2 separate regions of the Sus scrofa genome follow, and region 1 is linked to region 2. The links are chromatin contacts, called in public Hi-C maps. All regions are on one chromosome and are shown on one strand. Each heading gives the region's core, a stretch centred on a gene start, on an enhancer-like site or on the middle of the called end of the contact. The rest is flanking DNA. Distances are from core to core; before and after follow the strand shown. Region 1 holds the start of ANKRD12 (ankyrin repeat domain-containing protein 12). Region 2 holds the start of VAPA (vesicle-associated membrane protein-associated protein A).

The links. A called contact is a pair of places that touch in the nucleus more often than the background predicts.
Region 1: a contact with region 2 is called in a Hi-C map of skeletal muscle, with 5 times the contacts expected there. The contact joins the promoter of ANKRD12 here to the promoter of VAPA in region 2. A contact is called at or near these places in 2 of 5 promoter capture datasets (fetal liver and liver), 3 of 47 Hi-C or Micro-C datasets (heart right ventricle, liver and skeletal muscle) and 1 of 2 datasets of contacts at active chromatin or transcription factors (skeletal muscle).

What each region holds. Positions count from the first base shown.
Region 1 is chr6:98,813,429-98,816,801 of Sscrofa11.1, forward strand. It overlaps ANKRD12 (ankyrin repeat domain-containing protein 12), which reads right to left and starts at 1,299. Exons shown (of 12, transcript XM_021096065.1): 1 at 967-1,299.
Region 2 is chr6:98,252,867-98,255,948 of Sscrofa11.1, forward strand. It overlaps VAPA (vesicle-associated membrane protein-associated protein A), which reads right to left and starts at 1,406. Exons shown (of 7, transcript XM_021096053.1): 1 at 1,087-1,406. The coding sequence starts at 1,165.

The DNA of each region.
Region 1 (3,373 bases), core at 49-2,548, 560 kb after region 2:
TATAAATGATCTTTAAGTAGTAAAACCGTCCCCTCTTGCCTACGGAACATTTTTACATGTATTTGCGTTTAGCCCAAATTAAAGACTTTTCCCAACAAGACTAGTTAATACAACGACTTGATCTTACACAGTCGACACTATCTCATTTTGTTTTTTAAGCCACTTGGCATCAATGTAGCGTATGTTCTGCCAGTTCTGAGCTAATCTCCAGGAAACCCTTTGTATAACGACTGAAGAAACTGAAACAGATCAGAGCTCAAGATTTTTAAGGGCCTAAAGAAGCATATGTTTTTAATCAGCAGTCAATTTATGTTAAAGTAGTTATTTTACCAGTTCGCCTTCTTTTATAATTTACATAAACCGTCTTAAAATAACACTGGTCCACTTCTACTTGAAGATTAGAGGCGGTTCCAAGGCGTTCCAGATGCCTGGACCCCAACCCATTTCCCCGCGTTGGCAAGGTAGGCGCGGGAGTCTAGTGGAAACCGATCTTGATGGGTACGCTGCTAGAAAGGTTTCCTACGGTTTCGACCGGTGCGAGTGTCAACTTCCCGTGCTAAACTGTCCCTCCCTGTTATTATTAAAACAGCTGTCAGCCAGGCTTCGGCGGCCTCTTTGTACCAGCGTTTACTCAACGCTTGGGGATCCTGGAGCAGGCGTCGCACCGAGTTAGCCCAGCCGAGCTCCAGAAGCCCCGGCCCCGCGCGCCCGCCAAGCCGCGCCCGGACACGACCCCGCCGCGCACCCGGCGGCAGGGCCCCGGCCGGCGCGCCCCCCGCCCCGCCCAGCCCCGCCCCCTCCCGCCGCGCACCCTCGCACGCACACGCTCCGCGGCCCCGCCATGTTCCGGGAGCGGCGCGGCGTCCGTCCGCCCGGGCCCCCGCCCCCCCGCCCGAGCAGCTCCCGCCTGCAGCGACTACGGCCCCCGTCCCGCTAGCGTGGGCGGGGCGGCGGGCACGTACCTACCTCGCTCTGCCGAGGGGACGGGAGCGGGCGCGACTGGGGGGCTCCTCCCGGGCGCCGGGGCCGGGGCTCGAAACCGCGCCCCTCCTTCCTCCTCGCCTGTCGCCACGCCCCCCTCGCCCTCACGGACCCAAGGCACGGCCGGCGCAGGAGGGTTTACCCCCTGTACGAGGGCCTCGGCGCGGCCGTCTCTGTCGTGGTCTTCGCTGTCGCCGTAACCGCCACGAACGCCGCCGAGGCCGGGCTCGAAAACATCTCCGGTCTCCGCCGTCCCTCACCACAGCCTGCTCGCTCCCCGCACAGCGCCGCCCGGCGATTGGCCGCGGCACGGGCACGTGACACGGCGGGCACGGGATGGGCGGCGTGACCGCCCCGCCCCCGCCCACCGCCCCTTCCGCTCGCCACCCCCCTCCCCGGGCCCGCCGCTGTGGCGGCGCCGCGAGAAGCTTCCCGAGCCGGGGGCGGGGAGCGGGGCGTACCAAATGGACGCGGGGGTGCGGGCCGGAACCCCGCGCGCCGCTGTCTTCTGCCCCAGAAGGGAGGGACCCCTGCGGGGAGCGGCGCGGGCGGAGGTCGCGCCCAGCGGCGATCATGGCCGTGGCTGTGACTGGCCACTTCTGGAAATGGCGGCGGAGGCAGCGGCGAGGAAGAAGAGGCTCTGTCCACAGAGGGTATTCACACGTTATTTTTGCGGGGCGGGAAGCCGAGTTAGCGAGCAGCGGGCCGGCTGGAGGCGGAGGCGGGTGTCCGGCCAGGCGGGCGTAGTGCGCCTGCGCGCCAGCCGGCCGCACCTGTGGGAGCAGGGACCCCTCGGGCCCCAGCCGCACCCCTCACCTGCTCCAAGCGGGGCCCTGGGCGCGCGTCCTGCAAGCGCGGCAGCGTGCATCTCCTGTGGGGATGGCATAGGCTTTGCAGTACGCCCCTCCCCATCGACACTTTCGGATGACCTTATCAGACGAGTTTAAGTGCATTTATCCTTTCCGAGAGGCCACCCACGGGAACTGCCCGGCTGTAGAAGAGCGCGTGGGGAGAACTCGCCGCCTCGGCACCCTGACTTCCTCGGGAGGTCAACCCGCGACAATTTGTACATGCCCTTATTTAACCACCAAAGGGATTACATAATCGGAGGGAAACCATTTCAGTCTGAGTTTCTTCAGGACGTTTTTTATTTACATCGAGGTTAATCCGCGAGAATTTGCGCATGCCTTTAACGACCAAAAGGGTTGTGTAATTGGAGGGAAACCATCTTCTCCCTATGGTTGTGGCCTTTAAAACTACAGCTGCCTTTGTGACTTAATGAGTGCATTTACAAATTTATGTCATTAAGTCAGCATATGATGTATTTCATACTTGACAGGAGGAAGCTGAATCCAAACATATAACTATATAAAGCACAAACTTGCATTAAAGATCATTATTTTTTCCTTTCCTAGGTTCCTCATTTCTCCCACATTCAGGTTCAGTATGACTAGTAAGAGAGCACCTTGTGGCTAGAAGTGGAACACTGTTACATTTAATTTGGATATTTATGGCTTGAAATACAAAGGAAAGAAACATACAAGTAACCAACTCTTTTCTGACTTCTCTTCAAATCGTTGATTCCTTGTCATAGGAAGTAGGTGGCTGTAACATTCGCTATTTCTACAGAGGTAAACGAGTTTCAGTTCAAAACTGAAAGGTAGCTAATCTTGAATTTGCTGAAATTAACCATAATTTAAGGCAAGTATACACACAACCTTATTACATAAAAAATCACTGAACACATGAAAAACTCAAAAGACAATCGTAATCCAAGGCACTGTGTTGACTACTTGAAGAGAGCACTATCTGTATATTAAAAAAAATTCATGTAAAATTAAGTTGGAAACAATTTTTTCTGTTTACAGTCACGCTTTTGGCATATGGAAGTTCCTCTGTTAAGGGTCGAATTGTAGCTTCAGCTGGAACCCACGCCACAGCCACTGCAACAAGGATGTAAGCAGCATTGTAGCTTACCTCAATGACCTATCTTAACCCACTGAGGCAAGGGATTGAAACTGCATCCTTACAGAGATAAGGTCGGGTCCTTAATGAGCTGAGCCCACAATGGGAACTCCAAAAAATTTTATTTATTTGTCTTTTTAGAGCCACATTCGCTGCATATGGAGCTTCCCAAGCTAGGGGTTGAATCAGAGCTGTAGCCACTGGCTGACGCCACAGCCCCAGCAATGCCAGATCCTAGCCAAGTCTTTGACCTACACCACAGCTCATGACAATGCCAGATCCTTAACCCACTGAGCAAGGGCAAGGATTGAATCTGAAGCCTCATGGATACTAGTCAGATTCATTTTATGCTAAGCCAAGCTGGGAACTCCCAAAAATTAAAAAAAAAAAATAAAGCTATTAAGATTATATGCGACAGTTATGAACC
Region 2 (3,082 bases), core at 156-2,655:
ACACAAGAACAACCTGTTCTATATCATAGCCAATAATTCTTCAATATCTTAACTAGGTTAAATATATTTTACGTCACTGTGTAGAGTCTACGATTGTTTTTTTAACTTACTTCTCTGTTACTAATAGTCTCTTACTATGAAAACATTACAACTGTGAAAGTGTCAAACTCTAGGAATATTTCCTGAACTAAAACTCATGTTAAAGGCGTCTAAGCTCCTAGCGGCAATACACACAGGTTATCCAGGAGAAGAAACTTCCTCTGTAAACTCCGCCTGCCAAAAAATCAAAGCAAAATACTTAAATTCTCGAAAGAACACATACCACACACTAAACTCCTCCATCCTAAGTTAACAGTTATTTGAGTTGGGTCATTTCATGATTCCCCAAAGGTGTGTTTTCTTTATCAGCGAAAACCATGTAAAATCAGGCTGCACACACAAACTTGCCACAATAAAATGTACTTTATTCCTCTCAAAATACTTCGTGGGGTTGTCTTAAGATCAATTCCTTACCTAACAAGCAGCTCCCTGACATTTCCATTCAAAGAAATTTGAAGACACTGAAGAGCTTGCAAAATAAGGCAGTTACACAACACGGCTGTCAAAACCCCAGAACGCAACACTTTAGAATTCCTGACTACCCCAAACGTCTCCCAAGGAAAACCACCTAATGGCTGTTCTCCAGGACGCAACCCTGCAGGGCAGTAAGGCTGCTCTTTCAAGCCCTGGAACGGCCACACCTGCATGATCCCTGCGCTAGTCCTCGGTGCGGGAACTCAAGTCCCAGATACACTGTCCCGCAGGCGGGGTTCGCTTCCCGGGGGAACCGCTCAGAGCCGCCCCCTCCAGCCCGCCCGCGCCCCGCCCCGCCCCGCCGCGCCCCGCCCCGCCCCGCCCGACCCAGCTCGGCCGGGCCCAGCGCCACCGCCGCACCGAGGCGCCCGCGGGCCGCAAGATGGCGGCGGCCTCGCCGGGCGGGGGGCGGGGGCGCGCGCACCCGCGCGGGAGGGGCCGTGGCGGCGGGGGAGGGGGAAGGGGCCCCGGGCGCGGCCGCCACCCTGCCCGCCCGCCTGCCCGCCAGCCCACCTTTGAATTTGAGGTCTGTGGGCGGGTCGAGGACCAGGATCTGCTCGTGCTTCGCCATGGCCCCGGAGGCGGACGCCATCGGAGAGACAGCGGAGAGCGGGGGCGCGCCCGCGGCGGCCGGTCGGTGGCTGCGGGCGGGGGGCGGCGGCGCGGCTCGGCCCGGGTCGACGCGGGGCCAGCGCTCGGCTCCCGAACCCGACGCCCACCGCTGTGTCGCCGGCTCGGAGGGCCGCCCGCCGGTCCGCAGCTCCGGGTCTCACAACTGACTCAACCCCACACCAGCCGCCGCGGCCGCGCGCACTGCGATCCTCGGCGCCCCACGTGACGCTCCTGCGTGCTTACGTGCGCGCCCCTGCGGCCGGGAACGTCTCGCGCAGGGCCTGCCCTCCACGCCGGCTTGGCGCGCCGCGGACTGCTGCGCTTGCGCGCCACTGGCCGGGCCAAGCTGGACGCCCGGCCCGGCTGTCAAGGGAGCGGGTGTGGACCTGGGCGGAGCTCGGCTCCAGGGCACCGATGCGGCGCGCACCGCAGGGCAGCAGAGCGCAATCCTCGGTCACGTTTAACTGCGATTACGACAGCGAGGAACCTGCTACTGCAGTGCATCACTACCTACCAAGTTGGAATGCCTAACAGCAGAAGGCGCAGCAAGGCTCGTTGACTACAACTCCCAGCACGCTCCGCGCGGGGCAAGTCTCCGCGCGGCCTGGTCCCCCTGCGGCGCTGTACAGTGCTTGCCGGGAATTGTAGTAGCTGCTGTGGGTGGCGGGAAGGAGAGGGGTCCTTTAAAGGCAAAGGGGATGGGGTGCGCTAAGACTCACTTTGGTTCTCGGAGAGCGTCTCCATCTGCGCTAAAAAAAGAGAAGTAAGAACTTTTGGAGCTCGACCCAAGGTTCACCTGGTTAGAAATATAAACTATGCCTTATGAAAAACATGTGGGGATCTATCATTTTGCTAATTCTCTTCATCCCTTCCTCGGTAGCCAGAATTCCCAGTCGTTTTCCAGTCCGAACTCTCCTGCCTCCTCAATTCTCTCCAGTGATGCGAAAGCCGAGGAAGAAACACACCTCCTTTAAAAAGCAGACGCGTCGTTGTGGATCTGACGAGGCACACGTATCAAACTGGAAATAAAAGTCAAAATCTGCAGCGTTCGTTGCTGTAGTTCTGTTCTTCAGTTTTGACTGGTAATGATAAGCCCAAACCAAAACAGTGGTCACGTTCACAGGTTGGAAACGAATTCTGTCTGCATCATTACGGAAGACTGGTAAACCGAACCAAAGGGGGAAAAAACCCACAGCCAAGTTGCTGACCCATCTTTAACCGATTGCCAGCGTAATCATGGGCAGGAACATGAAATGTGCCATAAGTAAATCGTTATGCTACTGCGAATTTAAATCCCTAGGAAGCACCACAGAACAAAGGACAAATTGATGCTGCCATGAAGGAGCAGCCCAGTCTGTCTAGAAAGCAAATGAGGCAAATGGGACGATGGCCTAGGCTAGGCACAGTGTTAATGTTTTCACTGCGGTCCAGGTATCAGCGCCCCTCTAGGAAGAGCTTTGCAGAACAGCTAACCTAGCATCACACTAGCCTCTGTTACAGGAGGGTAATGCATCTCCGAAACTTTGGAGGATAGAAGCACTGAAATATTCAAAAATCATGTGTAAATTTACATCTCCTTTGGTTACCTTTTATCCACAAAGTTACTTTGAAATTTCAATTATAAAGAATACAAAAATTACCCGTTTATCAAAGGAGGGCTTAAGGTTAAAAAAACAAACAACAAAAAGAGACATTGAAATTGACAGTAGCTCCACAAGATATTGTCCCTCATATGTTTAGTTTCGAGGTGTATCCAGATTGTTTTTTTTTCTTGCCTAAGAACTCTTATCTGTGGGAAAGTTAGCCTGGCTGGACTGGCTCCTCTACAGCCAGATGGACACTTCTCTTCCCAGCAAGCATTTGGGAAGCCCAGTTAGCAGGCCCAGCATGCTGCAGG